2 separate regions of the Ovis aries genome follow, and region 1 is linked to region 2. Evidence: chromatin contacts called from public Hi-C data. All regions are on one chromosome and are shown on one strand. Each heading gives the region's core, a stretch centred on a gene start, on an enhancer-like site or on the middle of the called end of the contact. The rest is flanking DNA. Distances are from core to core; before and after follow the strand shown. Region 1 holds the start of CSF1 (colony stimulating factor 1). Region 2 has its middle 42 kb from the start of EPS8L3.

Evidence for each region. A called contact is a pair of places that touch in the nucleus more often than the background predicts.
Region 1: a Hi-C map of hypothalamus shows a contact between it and region 2, with 3 times the contacts expected there. The contact joins the promoter of CSF1 here to the enhancer-like site in region 2. A contact is called at or near these places in 4 of 16 Hi-C or Micro-C datasets (blood, hypothalamus, liver and 1 more).

Annotation. Positions count from the first base shown.
Region 1 is chr1:87,229,356-87,233,891 of ARS-UI_Ramb_v3.0, reverse strand. CSF1 (colony stimulating factor 1) reads right to left here and starts at 2,281. Exons shown (of 9, transcript XM_027972813.3): 1 at 2,029-2,281. The coding sequence starts at 2,067.
Region 2 is chr1:87,148,030-87,153,334 of ARS-UI_Ramb_v3.0, reverse strand. No RefSeq gene overlaps it. Among named protein-coding and RNA genes, the nearest start is that of EPS8L3, 42 kb to the right of the region's middle. Within about 2 kb of position 2,189, at least 17 of the 54 cell types and tissues checked have an H3K27ac peak or open chromatin away from gene starts, as enhancers often do. A contact at or near this core is called in hypothalamus, where this site is marked.

The DNA of each region.
Region 1 (4,536 bases), core at 1,032-3,531, 80 kb before region 2:
CGGGGAGGAGAAGCCACAGTAAGACCTTCAAAGATGGGGGGGTGGGGGGGTGGGTAGAGAGGTGGGGGGGGGTAGGGGGGGAGTTGATGGCAGAGAGAGGAGGGGGAAGGGGGGCCTGGAGGAAAGAGGCTCGGGATGGCCCAGTGCTGTTCAGCACCAGGGTCTGGTGAGGGTCCTGGTCCGACCTGGGCGAGGCAGACTGTGGAAGAGGGAAAAGAGTCATGGAGGGAACACTGGGCTCTGTTGGGTGGTTAAAGAGGGAGTTCTGGGTGGGAATGGCTGTGCCAGCCCTCAGGAACCTGCACTTCAGGACCCACGGGAGGATACTGGGCCATGCAGAAGGTATGTCTCTGCCCCAGGCTGGTTGCCCCTGAGGCTCCAAGCCTCAGGTGTCAGTGGTTTGGAGGAAAGGGTCCATGGGGAAGGGGATGCTCAGGAAGATAGCCTTGTCACAGACGAGTTAAGATATTGATGTTTGAGGGCAGCCAGGAGGGGGCAATGCTTAACCCCAAGGGCTGCCTGGCTTCTGCAGTTATTTCAAGCATCAGTGTGGGGAGTGTACAGCCACCATGTGGGAGGCTGGCTTTGAAGGTGGCCAAAGGGGACCACCCCTGCACCTGGGGCCTTGACGTGGCCTGAGAGGAGGAGCTGCACAGGTACCCAAGGGTTAACACTCTAGCTTGTGTCTGGCTGGGCTGGCTCTTCTCCCCCCTCCTTTCTTCTTCCCACCCACCAGCTTTGGCCTCTGGGGCAGCCCTAGGAATCTCTGCTTCAGGCTCAGAGAGACTCTGAGACATCTCAGCCCAGCCACCCATCCTCACCTGCTTCTCACCATGTCCCAAATTCCCTGGCAAAATGGTCCCTGGAGAGACCTTAGCATGAGTGGACCCTCAGGCTGAGGGTCTAAAATCAGCCTCTTTCCTTCCATGCTTACCTTCCTCTTCTTTCCTCACCGTCTCACTTCCAGCCCCTATTTGTCTTGTTGCCCTCACCTCACCCTTCCTGACTTCCCCTCCTAACCCCATCTCATCTCTTTCAGCTGGCTCTTCCTCCTCATGGAAGGGCTTGTCCCTATCACCCTACTTGCAACCTCCCTCCCTTATCCTCGGAATATTTTTCTGCTTCTCTCGCTGCCCCCATCCCCCCACCCCCCACCAGGTTTCTCCTCTAGAATTCCTCAGAAGCAAACCCACTGGCAGGGTTTGCCTTACTGTCCATTAATGGAGTCACTCTGCACCATCTAGCAGCTGCCCCAGCTACAGCCCATGGTTAGAGCAGGGCAGTGGTGAACCGCCCGCAGCTCCTGCCCACAGTTCTGCAACCCCAAACCTTCCTTCCACCTCCTTTACCATCATCAAGCCCAGGAGCTCCCCGACTGACTGAACCTGAATCTGCAGGAAGATCCAGAGCTGGCACCAGGCAACTCTGGTACCCCCATCCCCCACAAAACGGACTTGATCCAGCCACCCAAGTGCCCAACAGCTCCTGTCTGTGAGCTGGAACAAGTAGTGGCTTGCCCAGCTCCTTCCTTCTGCCTTGCATTCTCTAAGTTGGATGGCACCTGAACTTTCCCCATTCAGAAGCGCCCACTCCCCAGCAGGACCTAGAAGCATGCGTATGGCCCGTGTGGAATGCCCACTGGGCAGGCGCCACCCTCAGGCGCACAGCCATTCTGCCTGTCCCTTGGCGGTGGAGAGAGTCTAGGACGGAGCTTCTGTCCCTTGACTGCAAACCCTTCTCCTTTGCCCGCAGGTGGCTCCGTGTGCCTCTCCCTGCAATGGGGTAAGCAGTCTTCCCTTCCCCAAAGAGGTGCCGCAGCCCCAGGAGCAGCTGCAGGGCCGCTTCTGGTCCCAGCCCCAGCGCAAGAGGGGCCTCGCGCAGTCGGCGTGCAAAGATGGGCCCGGTGCCGGGAGACGGAAGAGCCTCTGCAGTCGGCGCGCGCTGGGCAGTGGGCTCCGAGGAGCCCGGCTGCGCCGCCAAGCTCCAGTCCCAGCCCGGCCCGGGCCCGGCCCCGCGGCGATCGCTTACCGTGGGAGGGCAGCGCCCGGCGGCGCCCCGCGCGGTCATACGGGCAGCTGGGTCCCGGCCGGGCGCGTCGGCCGCCCTCGCTCTGCCGCTCGCTGTCTTGATCGCTGGCCGCTGCAGAGTCCGCGCCCTGGCCGAGGGCCGCGCTGCTGACCTGGGAGTGTAGGGGGACTCGCGGCGGCGCGCGGAGCACCCAGACAAACTTTCACTTTCCCCGAGCCGGGCTCCACTGGCCAGCTCCTCGGCACAGCCTTTTAAGCGGACTTGTGAGGCATGTGCTTTATGGGAAATCACCTTGGACAGGCGCCAGACACACACACACACGCACACACACAGGCGCGGGCGCACTGACAGACACACACACTCCGGAGGCCCACTGAACGCCTCCCCGCCCCCACCCAGCGGGCCGGTCTTCTCCGTTTGTCTTCCAGTCGCCCTGTGTGCTGCGCTCAAAGCCAAAGCCTTCAAGAAAGTAACGCGGGCTCCGCCGCCTCCCGCCCTCCAGCGCGCGGATTTTGGACAGAGCCTGGTCTTTCCTTCCGCGCTCTCCAGGCGGATCCGGTGCGCGCGCTCTCTCTCTCGTTCTAATATGTGTCTCAAGGGACTTTCCCTCTGGGTCTGAAAATTCCCAAATCTGAGCAGGAAATGGCCTGAGAGCAGGGGCGAACACTGGAGACCGACTGCGCTTGCTGTGGCACCTTGTGGAGCCTTAGTCAGCAGGTTTGGGGGCAGCCCTCTCCTTATGCAGCCCCCAAAGCGCCCGTCCAGCCTCTGTCTTCTCTTCTGGGGGCAGGGTACAGGCAGAGAGGCTACTACCTGACCAGAAGGGGATGAATTGTGTCCTGTGACAGGGACTGGGACACTCTGCTGTGTCCCAGGAGATGCTTCCCACACCTGACCTGCAGGTGATGAAAACGCTGGCTGGAACCCAGGATCCCTCCTGAGCCTCAGACCTGGGGAGATTGGCACCCAAGCCCTACAGTTCCCTGATGCTTTTGAAAATGGATTTACTGAAATGATTAAGCTCATTTTGTCTCTATATGAGAATGAATCTAAATGAGGCTAAATAGGACGAGCCTGTTAATCATAAAGTCAAATTCAAGAGCTTTTTCTTTCTTCAGTTCCTAGGGTTCAATGTTTCAGTCTCTCTGTGGCTCCACCCATCCCCATCCCCTGGGAAATACATGTCTGGAAGGGGCATCTCCTGTCACTTATTCCAGCCCCTATTAGTAATTTTATAACTGCTTGCTCTTATTAATACTGGTGCCTCTGTTTACAATGCTCCTTTCCCAACTTGTGCTTAAGGCAAACACCTCATCTGTCAAGGCTGGAGTCAGACCACATCCTTCACCAGCAGAGCCTTTTTTGACTACTCAGGCAGATCAATGATTCCCGTCCCTGTGGTCTCACTGAATTTGGCTCCTTTCTCTGTAGTTTCTCTGATAAATTGTCATTCATTCATTGTCCACAGTATTCTAAAAGTGTTTCAAGGGATGCTGATAGCTATATTCTGGAGCATCAGACTGAAGCTTCAGCCCCACTGTGACTGAGACTTCCTCCAAGCTGGTCCTGTATTTCAGTTCAGTTCAGTCATGTCCGATTCTTTGCAACCCCATGGACTGCAGCATGCCAGCCTTCCCTGTCCTTCACCATCTCCCAGAGTTTGCTCAAACTCATGTCCATCGAATTGGTGATGCCACCCAACCTTCTCATCCTTTGTAGTCCCCTTCTCCTCCTGCCTTCAGTCTTTCCCAGCATCAGGGTCTTTTCCCATGAGTCAGTTCTTGGCATCAGGTGTCCCAAGTATTGGAGCTTCAGCTTCAGTGTCAGTACTTCCAATGAATATTCAAGACTGATTACCTTTAGAATGGACTGGTTGGATCTCCTTGCAGTCCAAGGGACTCTCAAGAGTCTTCTCCAACACCACAGTTCAAAAGCATCAATTCTTTGGCGGTCAGCTTTCTTTATGGTACATCTCTCACATCCATACATGACTCCTGGAAAAACTGTAGCTTGTCTTGTGTTTACCTCTAAATTGAAGGTGCCCAGCACACACTTGGTACCCAGTCGATAGTGACTGAATTACATGAAGCCATTAGAGAATAATTCATTCATTTGACAAATGTGCACCATGTGGCTACTACGTGCTGGGCACTGGGCTACACCTGGGAATGTGACGATGGACATGTCGGCATATCTCTGCTTTCATGGGTTTGGGAGTAGTCAGAGCTTAAAGGGCGTGGGGCAGCCGTGGATGCACAGAGACCTGAGGAAGGAAGGCCTGAGCCTGAGCCCAGCCAGAGGAAGGAGGCTAAGGCCTTACTTCCCCTGGGCATTGTCAAGTGGTCCCAGTACAAAATGATTTAAGATAGATAACATGTTGACACCACTTGTTCTTAGGACTGATAAGAGGTTGGAGTAAGTGATGTGCCGAGATAAACCTCTTGTTTTCTTCAGTTCAGTTTAGTTCAGTCGCCCGGTCATGTCCGACTCTTTGCGACCCCATGAATT
Region 2 (5,305 bases), core at 940-3,439:
ATTAGAAGGGGTTAAAAGGAACTTGGTTGATGCTTGTCTTTAAGCTCAGGGACACCCAGGAATGGGGGATGAGATGAGGCTGGGATGCAGTCTTCAGACAAGGCTGGGAGGATGCAGTGTGGTACCCAGAGGAGGGGAAGCAGCTGAGCTCTGCAGTGAAAAAGAAAGGAGGGCATGAAGAGTCAGGCTTCTCTTGAGAAGAGTTCAGGGAGCAAGAGAAGACCCCTGCAGTGTTCACCACCCCCTAAGCCCCACACCCATACCTAGAAGTCTTCGGAAATTTTGCTGCTTCTTTCCAATCTTTCCACCCAGAGGTCTGAGCTCATTAGTATGTGTTTGTTTCTTCCATGAGTATTTTTGACCACCTCCTCTGAATCCAAGAAAGGATCGCTATATCTGGTCTGGTATGAATGGAAGTTTGTGATATAACCCTGAGACAGCAAGGAGAATGCTTGTGGGGACTCTTCTGAGTTGCAGGAGGCAGGAAGTCGTTTTACAAAACTTTCCTTTGGATGTGGTATTTAAAATGTTGTCCTTCAGATCTGAAAAAGTATTTCCCTGACTCCTGGGAAAATGAAAAGGGCTATATTATTAACACTTGTGAACACTCATGCCTTTCCTGAAAGAGCCATCCCGATGTGCTACCTGCCTTGTTTGGGAGAGGTCAGAGGTCAAGAACACCCTAAGGGAAGGACACCACCATTAGCAACTATCCTGGTCTCCTTTGCAGGGGCTGGAGGTCAAGGGCTCCAAGCAGCCAGCCCCAGCAGCTTTCACAAAAGCCTGTGTACATCTCTGTCCCCACACTGACCTGGAATCATCTTTTAGGTCACCCTCCTCATTGGAAGGCACAGATCATGCATCTCGGCATGGTTGGTGCTCCATGAATGGTTGAATAAAAGAATGAGTCCAAGACAGTGGAGAGCAGGTAACGCTGCCAGTGGGCCAAGCCCAGCTGAGGACCATGCAGAGACAGAGCCCGTGGCAGGCAACAGAGGTCCGAGCGCAGCCTGTGGGGGAGCGTGGCACCTTACATCTGCTGCTTCACACACAGGGTTGGCTGAGAATGCCATCGCCACCAAGTCCTAAGGCTGTAACCCTCTCTTCCCTGGAGGAGTGACCGCCAGTGGATAGCCCCTCACAAGAAAGGCAGCCATTTCTCACTCAGAAGCTTCAGCAACTGCAAGCCCAATTCCCTGAGCCCTTTCCGGCTGACTCACCATAGTCCCCCTGGGTCCGAGCTTCCTGCCAGAAGCCCAGCGGACTGGCGGGGAGGGAGGGAGGAGGCTGTGGACACTGCATCAGGACCCAGGAATGCTCTGCTGGACGGGAAGCAAAGATAACTAACTTCCTTCCCAGTTTCTGCTGCTCCGAGGGAAGACCAGAAGGTGGGCCGTCTGGAGGGTTGAGTGGACTCCTCTGTCCCTGACTCGGTCACAGCCAGGCCCTCGCCGACCCCCATTCCAGAGAACAAGGCGCCCCAGCCCCCCGCCCTGCCGCTTGTGTTAAAGCACATCTGGGACCTGCTGGGTCCCTCCTCTGATTGACGGCGACGGTGTGTGGTTGTGCCCAGTTGCCTACGAGTGCGTGTCCTCACCTGCCTGTGAGTGTGGCTGAGTGTGTCTGTGGTTGTATAAGGTGATATGAGTCTGTGCGTGACCGTGCGGATTCAGAATCCCTGCGTGTCACAGCGTCCAGGTATGTGATTACACGCAGACGAATGGGTGAGCGTCAGTGCCTGTGGTCAAGTCTCACTGTGAACTGAGTGTTGTTCTCACGTGCTGGCGTGTCATGGTGTGTGAACGCAGGGTCGCCTTTGGTGGCATGCGACTCTATGTGGCTGTGTGCTGCTAACAGTCAAGGTGTGTGACACAGTGTGTTTGTGGACGGTTGTGTGTGACTAGGTGGGCTTCGTATGATTCTGCAGGCCCAGGGGAGGTGAGAGGTGTGAAGCCCATATTGCATGGTAGGTGAGGAAGAGGTGTGTGTGTGTGTGTGTGTGTGTGTGTGTGTGTGTGTTGTGTGCTTTCTCTTTTTCTAGGTTCTACTCCTATAACTTCTGAAAGGAAGTATAACTAGGTTCAGGACGTTCTTCCCTGGGTCACTGACTGGTCCTAGAGTGTTTTCTCGGAAAAGGCCAGGCTTAGGAGCTGTGCCAGCCTGTCCGAGCCCTCACGGCGGCTCCCAGCGCGCCCAGCGCAGCCCTGGCTCATGCCCCGGCAGCTCCCCCTGCAGGGCCACAGCCAGCTTCTCTCAGCCTGGACAGCTGCCCCTAGCTCTCCCCAAACCTATTTTGAGTGCAAAAGTAACATTGGAACCCAGCTCTTTCTCTCCCTACCCTGAAGACCTGCCTTTAAGGAATTCATCCCCCCCCCCACACACTCCTTCAGGGAAAGTGGAGGGGGAACTAAAGCACCCCAGATGAGGGACCGAGGAGTGTTTCAGACTCTCACAGGCCCTGACAGTCCTGGCCCCCAGGCTGCTGCTTCTGGCTTCTGGCCTCCACTTTTCTACTAAGGAGGGTGGGTGAACCTCCCGTCTAACCGGCCCCAGGACAGGGGACCTTGCCCACCACCTTCCACCCTCTGCAGATGGGCCTTCTGCAGAGACTCCAGCTCATGGGGCCGTGGCGCTGCCCAGAAGTGATGACATGACCCCGCTGGTTTGTCTTCTACAAATCCGAGTTGGGCGACAGGTGCCCAGGTGTGTGAGCCTCAAACTGCTTCTGCCCCTGCTGGAAAGAGTGTCTGCGCTCTGGCTTGGATGGGCTGCGTGGCTGCTCCAGTGCCAGGCTGAGGTTGAGCAAGGTGCCACCTACCAAGTCAGCAGGAGTCTGGAGCACCCCAAGCAGAGAAATTCCTGGAAGCAGAGGTAGAGGGGAAGAAGAATTGAAGGTGGGAACCAGGGCTCTATAGAGAGAACTGGGCCAGGGCCAGGAGTGAGCTACAACACCAAGGCCCCCCCAGGGGCGTGCACTGTTGAGAAAAATCCCTGGACCAGCAGCTCAGGATCCCAGGTTCTGTTCTAATTCTACCTCCCAGCGGCTGTGTGACCAGAGGAAGCCGCTTTCCTTCTCTGGGTTTCTGTTTATCTACCTTGAAGATTGAAAAAACAGAGGAAATGAAATATATAGTGTGGAGCCCAGAGGCAGGAGTAGGTGCTCAATAGACATGAGTTCTCTTCCCTTATCCTGAACACGGCTGTTGATCCCTCTCCAGGGCTCTAACTAAGGCTCTTTGCAGCCCAGATAGTCCATGTCTCTGAAGGAATCCCTCTTTTCTTCCCCCATGAACACTGGCAGGCCCACCACACCCAGATCCCAAGGAGATCCTGCTTGGAGTGGGTGAGATGGGTGGGGAGGGGAGTTGAACACTAAGAAGAGGAGAAAGCTAGGGGTGGAGGCAGGTGGCACACATGTCAACAGGAGCTGGGGTCTCCCCATAGCAGGGCCCAACAGGTGGCTCCTTGTCCTGCCTGACTCGGCCACTCAACCTATTCTGGTTCCCTCCCTCCCACCCACCACCACGTGCCCTCTGGGTCTATATAGCTCCAGATCCAAATTATTCTGCTGAGTGCTGTAGCTCAACACTTGTGACACATTCAGACTGAATTCAACATCCTAAGCCCAACAAGCTAAGCACCAGAGGCTGGAAAAGTTAATAAGATACACTACTGATTTTCCAAGATCTGTAGGCTACAATAAAAAGAACACCTATTGATCATACCATCTAATGCCATTTGGCAAATTCAAATGCCTTCAAGAGCCAAACCGATTTTACAAATGGCTGAAGCAGCTTGATGGACATAGTAGGGCCTGGGGGCCAATTATGTATCAATATTTGCTATTCCCAAGCTGGCCAAAGAAGAAACAGCTGCCTCTAGCTGCCTTTTATGGCATTTTCTGAGTTTTCACTAAGTGCCAGGCACTGGATGAAGTGCTTTTGTGCTTTCTTTCATTTAACTCACTCAAGAATTTCGACAGATTAGTGTTATAGGAGACAGATTCTAAGGTGATCCCTATATCCTCGTGTTTCTGCCCTTGTGTAATCCCCTTCCCTCAAGTGTGGGCAGGACCTGGGATTTGTTTCCAATCAATGGAATAACCATCTAACCAATATTGGCAAAGGGGATTGGATGTCCATTCCATGATTACAACATGTTACAAAGATCCAGTCTCACCAGCAGGCTGGTGCTAGAGACTTCTTCTCTCACTGATTCTGAAGACATAAGCTCCCTTGTTCAGGCAGGGCCTATGGCAAGGAACTGTGGGTGGCCTTTAAGTGCTGAGAGCAGCCCTTGCCAATAGCCACCAAAATTCCAGTTTTTTAACCATAAGGAGACGAATTTTGCCAACAACCTGTGTGAGCCTGGAAGTGAATCCATCCTCACTGGAGTCTCCAGATATGAATGCAGCCCTGCTTGCCATCTTTTTTTTTTTCTGTAATTTTTAATTGCAAGATATTTGCTTTACAATATTGTGCTGGGTTCTGCCATAGATCAACATTGAATCAGCCACAGGTATACGTATGCCCCCCCGTCCAGCATCTTGACTGCAGCCTCGTAAAGGACCCAGCTCCAAACCCATGGATGCTGTAGATAACAAACGTGCTGTTTTAAGTTGTGAAGTTTATAATAATTTGTTATGAATCCCCGAAAACATTAACGAAAGTATTATGTCATCTTACTAAAGAACCTAAAGCCCAGAGACTGATCGGGGTGTCCAAGGCACAGCAGGACCAGAGCCCTACCTCCCGCCTCTTCAGGCTGATGTTTTCTTCAGTCTGCCATGGCTTGTCATTGTTCTGTCAGTTTCTACCAAGAGGCAAGAGGGGTAATCTGCACGGTGTGGATTGTAGAGCTGCTTTCCCATTTCAATTCACCAATTTGCTGAGCCCCTACAGTGTGCCCTGCATTGTGCCAGGGGCACAGAGGTCAGCAGCACAGACACTCTTAGGGAGAGGATGGAGCACTAGGGGACGTAGCCAACGGACAAGTGATGTGGGCGATGAAAGATACAGAACGAGGAGGGATGGGGTGTGCTGGGAACACGTCATGGGACAGCCAGCTTCAGCCAAGGGCTAGGGAGAGTCTCCTCGAGGAAGTGACGCTCAGGCCCCTCGGGGGTGGGCTTGGTGAGGAGTGCGCCTCTACACTGCAACTGAGTGAGTGGGTGGGTGAGCTTTCCTGAACAAGAGTCCCCAGGGAAGAGGCTTCTTCCAGCAACATGAAATCACCCTGTCTCTGTGCACTGGCTTCCAAGACATCTTGTCCCAAGGACCCAGGGTCTCTTTGACTGGCCTGTGAT